Linked DNA regions of Mus musculus: region 1 is linked to region 2. The links are chromatin contacts, called in public targeted proximity ligation maps. All regions are on one chromosome and are shown on one strand. The core of a region is the stretch at or near the end of the contact, and the rest is flanking DNA. Distances in the headings are between cores, read along the strand shown. Region 1 holds the start of Npas4 (neuronal PAS domain protein 4). Region 2 holds the start of Rbm4 (RNA binding motif protein 4).

Region 1 (2,891 bases), core at 81-2,580, 200 kb after region 2:
CACACTCGCCTCTAATAACTCTGTTTTCAGTAGTGAGAGGCTCATTTTATCTCACATATACCCCAACTTGAGATGCAAGGACTTTTAGTACTCACCATAGAGTGGCCCAGATGCTCGCTCACACTCTCCGACAGGTATAGCAACTTCCCCTCAGCTGTGAATACAAGGAGAAATCCAGGTAGTGCTGCCACAATGTCTTCAAGCTCTTGAGCAGAGAGAAGCCCGGTGGGGCCAGCCAAAGGAGTGCCTGTAGGGTGAGAAGATGTGGTGAGTCAGGATAAGAATCAGGGACAACACAGAAATAAAGAGAACATCTTTTGAGTCTTGGAGAAGACACAGGAAATTCCCATAGACCTATTTCTGCCAACACCTGTTGACCCTATGCTTGTGGATCTTGGCCAGGAGACCTGTTGCTAAAACTATCTAGCCAGGGAGCCCCTGGACTTCCAAGCCTGGCCGGAACCTCAGCAGCCCTCTGCTGTCAGCACTGTGGACAGAGCTCTCCCGAAAGGACTGGGATTCAGCACCGCGGACAGCTCCTGCGAAAAGGGGCTATGGCCATTTCAGCACCGCGGGCAGCGCCAGAAAGGGTGATGGCTTCAGGACGTCGAACAGCTCCAGAGCGCATAGAAAGACCCTCTCAGCATTTTCTAGCACAAGCTACTCTTCCTCATACTTTGCCTTTGCAGGCTTTCCCTGTAGCTTGCCAGGCTTCCTTCCGTACCCTCCCCGGATTCCTGGAGTGCCTCTGAGGCAATGGGAGCCTGGACCATTCTGTTTTAGCGCTCTATCTCACACAAATCCAGTGCTAGGACTATCGTTTAGGCTAGTCTAGATGGAGCTCAGAAGAAAAAGTAGGAAGTCCAGGGTCCCCTCAAGTCCCTTCTCTCCACAGGCTTCCAGCACGCTGTGCTAGACAAGCGGCAGTTTTAGCACATTCCCTCAGCTCCTCCATCCCTGGTCCCCGTCAGCTCTGGTCTCCGGTAGCCCAAGCTGCTCACCTCCAGCAAAGAAGACACCCTTGCGAGTGTAGATGCAGGCAAGACTCATGATGTGCAGGTAGGACAGCCGGACCTTGTCCGCTTCAGCCAACGGCAGCAGCTCCTTGAGGTTCCGAATCTCGGCGTTGATCTGGTCGCGGCGCGCCTTGGAGGCGCCCTTGGTGGATCGGTACATGACTGCCGGCTGTGGAGCTCCAGCTCCGGCTCCCGAGCACCTGCGATCCTTTCCCGATGCACCGGAGGCTTCCTCTTCCTTGCTTCCCGGTCTTTTCGCTCAGGCTCTTGCTCGCTCTCGCTCCACTCCTGGGCTCCGCTCGGCAGCGCTGCCCCCCTCGCCTGCCTCGATCCGCCTTATATAGCTCCTGACAGGCGTGGGGGGCTCGTTTTTAGAGACGGGGGGGGCAGCGGGAGGCGGGAGGCTGGGCTAAAGCAAGCTGCAGAGGGAGCCACTGGCTGGGGAGGGGGGGTGCTCCTCCTCCCTCCCAGACTTCCGACGTCATCCCGTGACGTCGAACGGGAGAGGGAGGGGGCGGGGGAAGGGGGAGAAGGGAGGGTGCAGAGGGGGCCGGCTGGCAAGAGCTGTGCAGAGCCAGGAATGGGGTGCAGGGACCCAGGTTTTCCATTACATTCTATTAGGAGGAGGAACAGTACATGGATTAGGGTGGTCTGAAGCCCTTAACAAGAGAGTTTGTAGAAGGCAAAGCGAGGCTGCTATCAACATAGATTTTTCTAAGGAGGCAAAGGATGAGAAGGGGCTTGGTCCTCTGCCAATTTGCCGCCATCTGCCAGGCAGGGGTCGAAATTACATGAGGGACTTTCCTTGGCTTTTGGGGAGGGGCTAGGTCACAACTGGGGGTCTTTTCTGGGGTCTATTCAATCTGAAAGTCCCTTAGCCAGTTTCAAATAAATAATTCCTTCTTCGCCTCCATGCCCTGACCTGAGGGTCTAAATCTCCAGGATAGGGTGGAATGGTGGTCCTGTGGAGAAGAGACCACTTGAATTCGGTCTTGATCATATTTCCTTAGCACCATAGGAACACAAACATCTCCACTGTGATCTGCAGGGATTCCTTTTTCCTCTATTAGTTCATCTTAGCCACCTGTCGGGGAAACTGAGGCAAAGACCCAGGGCCTGGTGAGGATCTGGATGTGTGTTTGAACCTCTCCCACGATCCCCTCCCGCTTGTCAGCCCCCAAGACGAGCTGTTCCCCCGCCCTCTTGCGAGCCCCAGTCTCTCCGGCGGGCTGGGGGGCGGGGGCGGGGCCGGGGGAATCCCAGCTCCATATTAGGACAGGAATCCTCCGGCGGCTGCGGCGGCGGCAGCGGCGGGCGGGGCCTACCGGCCTCCGCACAGCTCTAGAAAGCTCTCCCCACTGCTTCAGCCGGGAAGAGGGGGAGGCTGCCAAGTAGCCAGGGTCTGCTGTGCCCTCAGTGGCTGCTGCACCTACCCAAGACCCTTTAATTCTGCCAGAGTCCCCTCCCCATCTCCCTTCAATTCTTGCTCCATCTTTAGCTCCAGGGCTCCTCGTTCTGCCTGTGCACTTGTCACTGAGTGAGCGCACAACATACACCTTTCTTTTTTTTTTTTTCCTTCGTTCATTGAGCGTTGGACAGTCTATCTCGGCTTTGTGGGCGCCCCCCACCCCCACCCCTCTAATTTGCACCTTTGGTTTAACTACCTGTCATGTCAGGCTTGTCTTTGTAGTGTGGCCTTTGCATCACCCCACCCCTCCAGACACACACCCCCACACACACCTTTCTTCAGTCACTTACATGCGATTGCTGTCTACACAGGGTATGGGAGCCCTTTTTTTATCCCACAACCATTTCACAAAGGACTAGAGAAACTTTTTGCCCAAAATTTCATTTAGAGTAGGAACATATAAAAGC
Region 2 (2,856 bases), core at 279-2,778:
ACGATGTCACATTCGATGACTGGGCCGTACTCCTCAAACTTGGCCCGAAGCTCTTGGTTGGTACAAGTGGGGCTGATGTTGCCCACGTGTAACTTGGTTGAAGCTTTGCTCTTATTCTTGCTGGCTTCCACATTGATGTTCACTCCGTGCAGCTTGTAGTGGTGCAGGTTGCGTATGGCATCCTCAGCGGCCGTCTTGTCCTCTATGTGCACAAAGCCATAATTCTTAATGATGTCACATTCCAGCACCTTCCCGTACTGCTCGAAGAGTGAGCGGATCTCCTGCTCTGTGGCCTCCCGGGGCAGATTTCCAATGAACAGCTTCACCATCTCCACACAGCCTGCAAGTAGAGAAACAAGATTTTTAGGAGAAGACCTCAAGTCCATAGCAACTGTTAAAAAAAGGGAAAAAAAAAATCAAATAAATAAATGGCTCCCATCATCTCCTTTCACTTTAGCACATAGTCCCAAAAGTTTTCTCCTACAGGCATGCTCTTACATCTCCAATCAGTAACAAATGTGGAGTTCAACAAGAGCCTGCTTCTATTTCTCACAAGAAGTTCTATAAAGAGGAAAAATGTAACAAGGCAGACTTTTGTAGACAAAGGGGATTTTGCGGTGTGGCTCCAACCTACAGCACGGTACATTATAGGCAAGTATTCCGCCACTGAGTTACACTTCCCCTGCCCCAGACAAAGGAATAACGCTCTAAGTTTTCAGCATAAATAAAAAAAATGCTACAGGTACTGAGAGCTACTCACTTTGACATTTGAAAACAAGATTCTAACTACTAGACTTGCTAATTATAATTACTTCAAATTAGCTCTTCCTCTCTTAGCAACCATTTCCGGAAAAGTGGGAATTTCACTCGGAGTAGTGAGTTCCGGGATCAACCAGATAAAAAGCAGGGAAATATAGAAAATGCCCGAGTAGGAGGAGTCCTCTGGGGTGGGGGTGGGGGTGGGGCATGTCATTACAGGCTCCTACAGAAGAACTGGTCAAAGACTGGTGCTACAGTTTGGTGAGGAAGCCAACAATGCCCAGGGCATGACAGATTCTCCAGCCTAAATCTAAGATTTATCTAGGTGGAAACCCCAAAGAAGATTGAGCAAAGCAGAGGGTAAGGTGGACAAAAGAAAGCTATTCCGGGAGTAGAGAACGAGGACTTGGAGGAAGGTTGTTTCAGGCTTACCGCACTAAGTCGAGGACCGATGTCGGCTCTCAGGGACGGGTGCGCAGACCGCAACCCCACTATGCCAACCCTGACACCCACCGGAGTCAGGTAAGTTTTTTTAACAGAGAAAAGAACACAGTGGAAGAACGTGGAGTATCTCACCGCATGGATACCTGCAGGTCCTCCTCCTTGCAGCGCGGACGGTTCTGACAAAACGCTAAAATGGCGGCGGCCACAGCAGTGACTCTGGGTAGAAAGAGGGGTGAACCTACCCACCGGATTGGCCGTTCGGTAAAGTAAAAGGCTGGCGTTCCCGGAGATCCTCTTCCTGATTGGTTACCCGGAACGCCAATTACCTGAGAGGCCAGGAAGAGGTGGAAACGTCAGTAACCTGGACCTTTTATATGAAAGCCAATGAGCACCCAGCCTAGTGAAACTGAAGCCACTGATTGGGCAAGAGGTCCATCTGAAGGTGGAGCTAGAAACGCGGAATTCTTCAAAGCGCGGCCAGCCATTAGGCAGAATGAACAAGGTGCCGTGCGTCAGTGGGGCAACCTGTAGCTTCGTGGCTCCCAACTTTGTTAAGCTTTCACATTTTGTCACTTACACGTGCACATCCTGACAAAATTCAAGTTCTGTCACCACAATTCCGCACCGGTCCCTAGCTGAGCGTCACCACGCCCCGCAACGTGGATATTGCATCAGTCAACCTACCCAGACCTCCCGGCGATAGCCAAGCTCCCGCCCCTACTTAAAAAGCAACCCCCACTTTCCAATGTAGTCCTTCTGAGTCTCAAGTTACCAAAATTATAAGTATCTTTATGTAATTTTAAAACTCTAAAACAGTCAGTGGATCCAGCTTCGATAACAGTTCAATGGCCCAGACAATAGGGTGGTCAGAGACGTAGGAGACACAGGGGTTAAGGTTCCCTTTAGGAAACAGCCTCCCACCTCCCCAAAAGGTGTGAAAAACAGAGATTGAAAATCGACACCCCATCCCACCCCAACTTCACCCCGCCAAGAGAAGAAACAAAAAACAAAACAAAAAACGGGAACAGCAATTTTTGATTTTGTTTGGTTTTATTGGGCTCCATTAGCCAAAACTAAGTTTAAATTCCCTAAAACTGACCTTGGAAAAAAGGCTTGTGACAATCAGCTGTAAACAAGTACAAACGAACATTCTTCACAGGGTCCAAATTCCCTCATCACATTTTTCTCACCCACTGGCTGCTTCACATAATCCCATACTCATTGAGCAAGCAACTTTAGTCATGACCCTCTGCAACGCAGCTTCTTAAGATGGAGATAACCGGGAAAGGTGCTGAATGGAGAACTTAAAGGTGAACAGGCAGAAAGCAGGGGGAACTTCATGAGAACAGGATGATTGGGAGTAAAATAACAAATAGAGCATACTACCTCCCAAAACTGCCACAAAAGAAAGAAAAAGTCAAACAAAAGGCAGAGACAGAAAATAAGCTACTGGATTCTATAGCAGAAAATTAGTCTATAATTTAAGGCTAGGAAATAGGCCCCTTAAAAAGTAACAATATGACATTAAATATGGCCATGGCTTCATTCTGCAGCACCTGAGACTGAGTAAAAGCCACCTGAGATCTGTAATACAAGTTCTGCTGTCCTGCACAGGCCCTTTCAGAGGGGATCTAAAATGCACAGCCACATCTC

Evidence for each region.
Region 1: a targeted proximity ligation map of stem cell-derived neural progenitor cells shows a contact between it and region 2, with 2.5 times the contacts expected there. A contact is called at or near these places in 6 of 39 promoter capture datasets (the 3T3-L1 cell line, the SN4741 cell line, embryonic stem cells and 2 more), 1 of 484 Hi-C or Micro-C datasets (nephron progenitors), 6 of 130 datasets of targeted methods (the 230-238 cell line, bone marrow-derived macrophages, embryonic limb bud and 2 more) and 1 of 9 other capture datasets (liver).

Annotation. Positions count from the first base shown.
Region 1 is chr19:4,988,641-4,991,531 of GRCm38.p6, forward strand. Npas4 (neuronal PAS domain protein 4) reads right to left here and starts at 1,331. Exons shown (of 8, transcript NM_153553.5): 1 at 1,002-1,331; 2 at 96-247. The coding sequence starts at 1,176.
Region 2 is chr19:4,792,481-4,795,336 of GRCm38.p6, forward strand. It overlaps Rbm4 (RNA binding motif protein 4), which reads right to left and starts at 1,529. Exons shown (of 4, transcript NM_001290122.1): 1 at 1,336-1,529; 2 at 1-340. The coding sequence starts at 329. It overlaps Gm21992 (predicted gene 21992), which reads right to left. Exons shown (of 3, transcript NR_157185.1): 2 at 1,336-1,529.